Regions from separate parts of the Sus scrofa genome. Here region 2 is linked to region 1. The links are chromatin contacts, called in public HiChIP or PLAC-seq maps. All regions are on one chromosome and are shown on one strand. Each heading gives the region's core, a stretch centred on a gene start, on an enhancer-like site or on the middle of the called end of the contact. The rest is flanking DNA. Distances are from core to core; before and after follow the strand shown. Region 1 holds the start of LIG4 (DNA ligase 4). Region 2 holds the start of TNFSF13B (TNF superfamily member 13b).

Region 1 (3,470 bases), core at 105-2,604:
GCCAGGGATTGAACCTGCATCCTTATGGATACGAGTCAGATTCGTTTTGGCTGAGCCAGGATGGGAACTCCCAAACTGACAAACATTTAATACATAATCCTGGTTTGTAGTAGACTTAGGACTCCTTCTAACCCAATAAATAATTTCATATGTCTAATCCACCTATGTTATCTGAATATTTTCCTGAAGTCACCTTTGGAGTTGTACAGTCTCATGATACTGTTTTGTGGTTAATTTTTCTACCTACTCTTCAACTTAATTATCAATTCACTTTCCAGGAGCACCCAACAGTATTAAATTAGAAGACCCTTCACGCACCTATCTTTTAGGAAGGTATTTGTGTACATTTTTGTACCTTGGTTCAATATCTACTAAGCTCCTACATTATCAGAAACTATACTTTTTTATCAGTGATATAAGAGGGAAAACTTGAATTATGAAATCAAACTCCAAGTTGATTCAAATCTCAAGTTTTTACCTTATTATTTTAGCCTTTCTAATGCTTGGTTCAAAGACAATCGAGAGCTTTTAATTAGGTATCTGCTGTGATTATTAGCTTATTTTTGTAAGTGGTTGGCTTACCTTGCTGAGTGGCGCTTTTCAGGTGATGGACAACAGGACTCTACTATCAAGAGCGTTTCTGACCTGGAGAGCTCAATCTGGGAGCAGATTTTATGTTTTAAAAAACATGATGTATCCTTTCTCCATATAAAACAGAGTATAGAGAAAAGGGAATGACGTGGTTGGGGCAGACATCCGTAAACAAACAATTCAGAACAACGTGGTGCACAGAGGGGGTTGATAGTGAAACTAATGATGCTCTGGCTTCAGAGGCCCATTTCTGCGGTCACTTCCAAGGCCCTGGAGTCGGGGCGGGAAGGCCAGCAATGTTCCCACGGTCTTGTGCTTTTGTAAGATTTGCAAAAGCAAAGTAATTTTGCATTCTTTTTTTTCCCAAAGGGTGGTCTAAATGGTGCAAGTTTCGGGCCTCATAAAACATGCATCCACCTGTGCTGATCCACCCTGACAAAGGTAGGAGCGGGCTGGGCTGGGAGAAGTCATAAAAAGAAAAATAGTTATGGAAGCGCTGTAAGTGCCAGAACTCATTTCCAACCCCCTGACAGCCCTGTAGTTCAGACACACTTTCTTCGGAAAGAAATGCGTCCTGCAGGCAGTTCCGGTGGGCGCCGAGCTCTTACTCCCGAGGCCCCACACGCCCGGTGAGAGGCCCGGGGGTGTTCAGGAGGCGGGGAAGCAGCGGGACAGCCCGCGGCCGGGAGCCCAGCCCGCCGCGAGCTCGCGCCCCGCGGAATCTTGTCCTTCCGGGCCGCCGTTGCGGGGACTCCCCCGGCCGCGGCGTCTGCGCATGCTCGGGAGGGCGGGCCGCGTTCCCACTCCCGGGAGGAAGGCGAGAGCAGGTGATGTGGGAGCCGGCGGCGGCATTTGCCGGCTGCACCGAGCGTGGGCCGGAAGTGGAGGAGCCGAGAGCTAGACCGTGGCGACGGCGGCGGCCCCTCTGCTGGAGGAGGACGATGAGGAGCGACGGAAGCGGCGCGGGGGGACGCTGCTGCGCGGCGCCGGGTTCCGAGTCCGCGGCCGACTGCGCAGCCTGCGAGCAAGTCTAGGTAAGTGCGGTGCGGGGCCGCCGAGGCGCGGGGGCCGCGGGGGGCGGCCGGCGGGGGCCTCCCGGGAGCGCGGGGCTGCGCGCCCAGGGCCGTGCGGGACCGGGACCGAGCCCGCCCCGCAGCCGTGCGGGCCGCGGGGAGAACCCGGCCCAGCGCCGGCGCGTGGAAGCCCGGGCGCGCGGATCACCGACGGCCCTCCGCTGCGGGGCTGGGGACGGGTCCGAGGAACGCGCACCGACCAGCACTTGGTGGCCGTCCTCCCGAACCCCCCTCCCGCCCCACAGCGGAGCGAAAATCCCAGTTACTAGGAGTGAGGGCTGGAAGCAGCCCTGATCCGTTCGCGTCGCGGACGGGTTTAGACTGCGAACGTCATGGCAGGAACTTTGGGGTGCTTAAGAAACAGCTCGAGAGCATCCCGTGGAATTGAAGTTAGTTTCGCAGTACATTCTTGTCAGTGTGTATTTTCCGCAGAATGCATTGCGAGTGTTATTACCCAAAGTGTCATAACCAAAGCGAGTTTTTTGTTCAGCGGCTCATTTACTCATGTTTACCACGTAGTAGTAACTGAGTAGAAAGGCGAGAGGATGTGGGCTTTGAGTTTGATGCTTGATTTTTTCCCCCTCGGTCTTCTCCTGGTTGTCTTTCGGCATGGGCTCCTACTTCTTTGTGTGCAAGCTTCGATGAAGCACATATCTTCTGCTAAAAGGTTCAGTTTTGTCCCACTAAATAAGAACTCATGGGTGACTGTCAAATGTTATGTCTTAGTTGTCTTACTTCAGACCTGGACTGCTCAATGCAGTGTTTGTTAAGACTGACTAGTTGCCAGGCATTGCTGTCTGCTGAAAATAATGACTTGGATAAGATGATGTCACTCTCATCGAGGAACTCACAGCGTACGTAAAGCCGCTGAACTGTGCTGCAATAGTGAGTGCCACCACACACCTTTGTGCAGACTGGGGCATGTGGGATGGGGGACAGTAGGGAGAAGAGGCCCAAGGAAGGTTTTCTGAAGCGGCTGCTGCCTGAGCCGGGTTTTGATAGAAAAAAACAAGACATTGCCCTAATTGCTTGCTCTGTGCACCTATTTATAGGTGTTCTCCGGTGAGTCTTACCATTATTTAATCCAAGGCTGGCAAACCTTCTAGTTGTGCTTACTTTCACTTGCTCTGCTCTGGTAGATAATAAAATATGCTAAATTTTGTCTTCTACATCTGTCTGCATTTATTCACACTGTGTTACACTTGCTCTCAGCTGTTTTTCAATTATGCCCTTTGAGCCCTCTTTTACGTCTGAGGAGACATGTATTTAGAGAGCAGAAGTGATTTGGCAGAAGCCACCTAGCTGTTAACATACCAGGCCTGAAAACTCTCCTTTCCTGCCATTGCGAGTTGATTTGGAATGATGAAAGTAAGCCGGCCCTACCACCTGCCTCTCAGGCCCGCCTCAGGCCTGAGTGAGGTCATTTGCTAACCAGGGTTAGCAGGGTGACTTTAGTGGTGGGCACAGGGAACTAGCCAACCTAACATTTTTCTTTGAACTCGCTGGTCCCTTATCTCAGGGGAATGTGTTTTCTGTTTTTCTTAATTTAGAACTCAGTTATTAGAGATTGTAAAATCTTTCTCATTCTTGTTTAGTCACCTCAGGAATGTCTGAGGCCCTTATGTACTCTTTTTAAGATAGACCATTTAAAAAAGGGTTCTAGTTTTTCTAATTTTTCTGATTAAGATGGTTTTCCGTCAAGTGATTCTATTTTGTGTCACTGTTTCATACAAGTCTTAACCCTACAGCAGTACACTGTGCTGGAATCGCAAAGCTGTATTTCCGAATGTGAACTGTGTATTTATG
Region 2 (3,377 bases), core at 96-2,595, 52 kb after region 1:
TGCCTGGGAAACCCTGGCAGCTGTTGCATGGGCGCAGGCATAAAGCCGTCTATTGCAGCACTGTTTGTAATAATGAAAAAGAGTTCGTGTTCTGGATAAATGAAACACACATTCATTCATAAAATGTATGAATGAAATATATCTCACATAATGAATGAATGAATGGATGGAAATGAGTGAAAAATGGAGGGTCTTAAAGGCAGCTTGTTCCACATTCCTCTAAGGCTCCTTACAACTTCTCAGGGCCGGTTGTCACCCCATCTAACAGATGAGAACACTGAATCTCAGGTGGGATTGGTGTCCTAATAGGCACGCCACATCCAGCAACAGAGATTTGAAACTAAAGTCCCTCTGGGTCGAGTTGGGGTGTCCTACAGACCCATGAGATGGGGACAGAGTCAACCTCATGTGGCCAAGCAGATACGCTGCTTTAGGGGAGGAGCAGTTAGTGGCAAGACCCAGGCTTCTGGAGCTGAGATAAGGCAGAATCTCCCCCAAATGTGGTCAGACGGAGCCAGGACATGCAGCCCCAGGAGTGGGGACAGCAGAGGTCGGACCGCTCCTCAGAACTGGCCGTCCTCTGGGGCAGCGGGTCCAGAAGGAGGAAGATTAGGCAGGCTTTTCTTCAAAATGCCTTTAAAGAATCCCCCGTGTCTACTCTCAGCAGGGCTCCCAAATTCAGGCACATCCTTTTTCTTCAGTTGCTAAGATGATAACATGGAAAACATTCCCCAACGGACTTTCATGCCTCCTTGGAGGAGGCTTCGTTTTATTTCCTACTTAAGGACTGTTAATAAATCACTCTCTGGCTGAGTACAGTTGAACGCTGAAGCACTTAGCTTATCTGACCTTCGCATTAATTATTTTTATTACCCAGCAGGAACTTATGAAAGCTGCCCCCCCTTTCCCTGTAAAGCCAAGTGGCCCCAAGCGAAGAAGCCAGGTCTCTCCTGGTGCCTGAGAGGGAGCTCCTTAAACACCTCCGGCTCTGAAAAGCTCTGCTGGAGGGTACTGGTCCGAACCCCCAGTTCCTTCCAATCAGTAGACGCCAGGCACCCGTTTGTGCCTGAGGACCCAGTGATGCCATTGCAATTCTTACAAAAACTGAAAGTGAAATGAGGAAGACTGATTGAGCAATCGGATAGAAGGGCGAATGCCAGGAAGACCTAGCGTACAGTAGGGGCAGAGATGCAGCGGGGCAGAGGGGAGAAAATTCAGGAGAACTCTCCTGAGGGCGAGCGCCGGGCTGGGCCGGGCAGTCAGTGCAGGACATCAACAAACACAGATAACAGGAAATGATCCATCCTCTGTGGTCACTGATTCTAAGGGCCCGAACCTTCAAAGTTCTAGGAGGGAAATGGATGACTCCACGGGGGAGCAGTCACGCCTTTCTTGCCTTAGCACGAGAGAAGAAATGAAACTGAAGGAGACGGTCCCCATCCTCCCCCAGAAGGAAAGCCCCTCTGTCCGCATCTCCAAAGATGGGAAGCTGCTGGTCGTGACCCTGCTGCTGGCCCTGCTGTCCTGCTGCCTCACGGTGCTGTCTTTCTGCCGGGTGGCCTCCCTGCAAGCGGAGCTGGGGAGCCTCCGGGCGGAGCTGCGGGAGCACCGGGCGGAGGGGCTGCCGGGCGCCCCCCAGGCGGGAGCCGCAGCCCCCAGGGCCGCCCCTCCGGCCCTGAAAGTGAGTCTGCGGCAGCCGCAGCCCCAGGCACGGGGCTCCCCCACGACCCACACGTGCTGGCGGTAACGTGGGGCTTTTCTCTTCCCAGGGGATCTTTGCACCACCAGCTCCAAGGGAGAGCAGCTCCATTCAAAGCAACAGGAGTAAGCGCGCCGCGCAGGATGCGGAGGAAACAGGTACGTCGGGGTCACGGAAGCCTGTAGGAGGCAGGGATCCCGTTCACAGGTGTGGAGGCGAGCATCGGACTGGGAGAGGGGAGCCCCGCAGAACCTGGAGACTTCCACGCTCACCGTCGCAGCCAGGAGCGGCGCGGGGGCAAAGCACCAGGCTGACAATGCATGTCTGAGCTCCAGGGAGCGGATTTTGTGGGGGCAGGTATTTATTTATCTGTGCGGCAGTTGAAGCGTAGAAGTGGGGAAAGAGGCTCACATCTCCCTGCAGAGAGTTCCCTTCTATGTCAGGAGCATCCTCCATCAGTTCAGGAGAAAAAGCACCACGCGCGAATGTAGGAAATTTTGTGAACCTGGTCAAAGAAAGGCAGCAAAAGAGCATCTCCTGGGGAGCGTAGCTGCTGTGCAGTCACATGGAGGTCGGTGGTGGGAGCAGGTGCATGGCTGTGCTTTATTTTGTTTCTTGCTTTTAAAAGAATAGAGCTCCTTCCACACACACACACATACACACACACACACACAGAGCTTTTCGAGCTTTTCGTTAACCGGAGCTTTCCCAGGAGATCCACACGTTTGTAATCTTATTGTAATAGTTCTTTAGAGATTTCTGACTCTCTTCCTGGTCTGTTCCACAGAATTGTGTGGATTCCCGAAACCTCAGATTTGGTGGGGCCTCCCCAGACATTCAGCTCTAGCTCCTTCCTTTCAAAGATGCAAAAGAGCATTTGCATTGCATTTACTTAGCATGCAATTTAATCCTTGATACTGTTTCCCTTCTGTATTGAAGGAAGGTTTTTGAGCCCCTAGAATGTGCCAAGCACGCTTGTACTTGAACGGGAATCGTCACACCTTCTGTTTCCTTTAACCTGCAAGGTGACTGCGAGGTGAAGTCACCGTGTGCAATTATGTATCCGTCTATGTGCTTCTAAAGAGAAGTGCGCGACCCGCAGATTAGCTTTTCTGGCACACGCACAATGCTGCTTCTGTAAGCGTGTTTTTCACGAAATGCCTTATTCATGGAAAAAATTCTTCCCTTATTATAAAAGCATACATTTTTATCTGGTTATCATATCTCCCAGCCAATTATCAGAAACAATTGGGTTTAAGCATTTTAAAACTAGGAAACATTTTTAGCATACTTTAACCCATCAATTGTTTTCAGATTTTGTATTTTATCACCTATGTTTTCTTACACACACATAGTTGAAAACTGCAAGCATATATGTCTTGGCATATTTTTGTGTTCACTTATTACATAAGCATTTTCCTTAGTTCTCAGTAATTCTCACTCATCTATATTAATTTCTTTGTTATCATTCTGTGATCATACGATCATTTCCAACTCTTTTTTTTTTTTTTTTGGCTATAGCAGAACATGCCACAATTTTTGTGCAGATCTCTTTGTGTCTGAGGAATTATGTGCATATTATTCAACATAAATTCCATAGATGAAATGTCTGAGCCAGAGGATAAACACCTTTAACACTCTTGCTACCTGTTGCCATGTTGCTTTCAAAATGAATCAT

The links. HiChIP or PLAC-seq counts read pairs in DNA pulled down with a chosen protein or histone mark.
Region 2: a contact with region 1 is called in an H3K27ac HiChIP or PLAC-seq map of alveolar macrophages. The contact joins the promoter of TNFSF13B here to the promoter of LIG4 in region 1. A contact is called at or near these places in 4 of 47 Hi-C or Micro-C datasets (alveolar macrophages, blood, embryonic fibroblasts and 1 more) and 1 of 2 datasets of contacts at active chromatin or transcription factors (alveolar macrophages).

Annotation. Positions count from the first base shown.
Region 1 is chr11:75,546,357-75,549,826 of Sscrofa11.1, forward strand. It overlaps LIG4 (DNA ligase 4), which reads right to left and starts at 1,355. Exons shown (of 2, transcript XM_003131089.5): 1 at 583-1,355. It overlaps ABHD13 (protein ABHD13), which reads left to right and starts at 1,392. Exons shown (of 3, transcript XM_013980681.2): 1 at 1,392-1,625.
Region 2 is chr11:75,598,401-75,601,777 of Sscrofa11.1, forward strand. TNFSF13B (TNF superfamily member 13b) reads left to right here and starts at 1,346. Exons shown (of 6, transcript NM_001097498.1): 1 at 1,346-1,537; 2 at 1,770-1,857. The coding sequence starts at 1,358.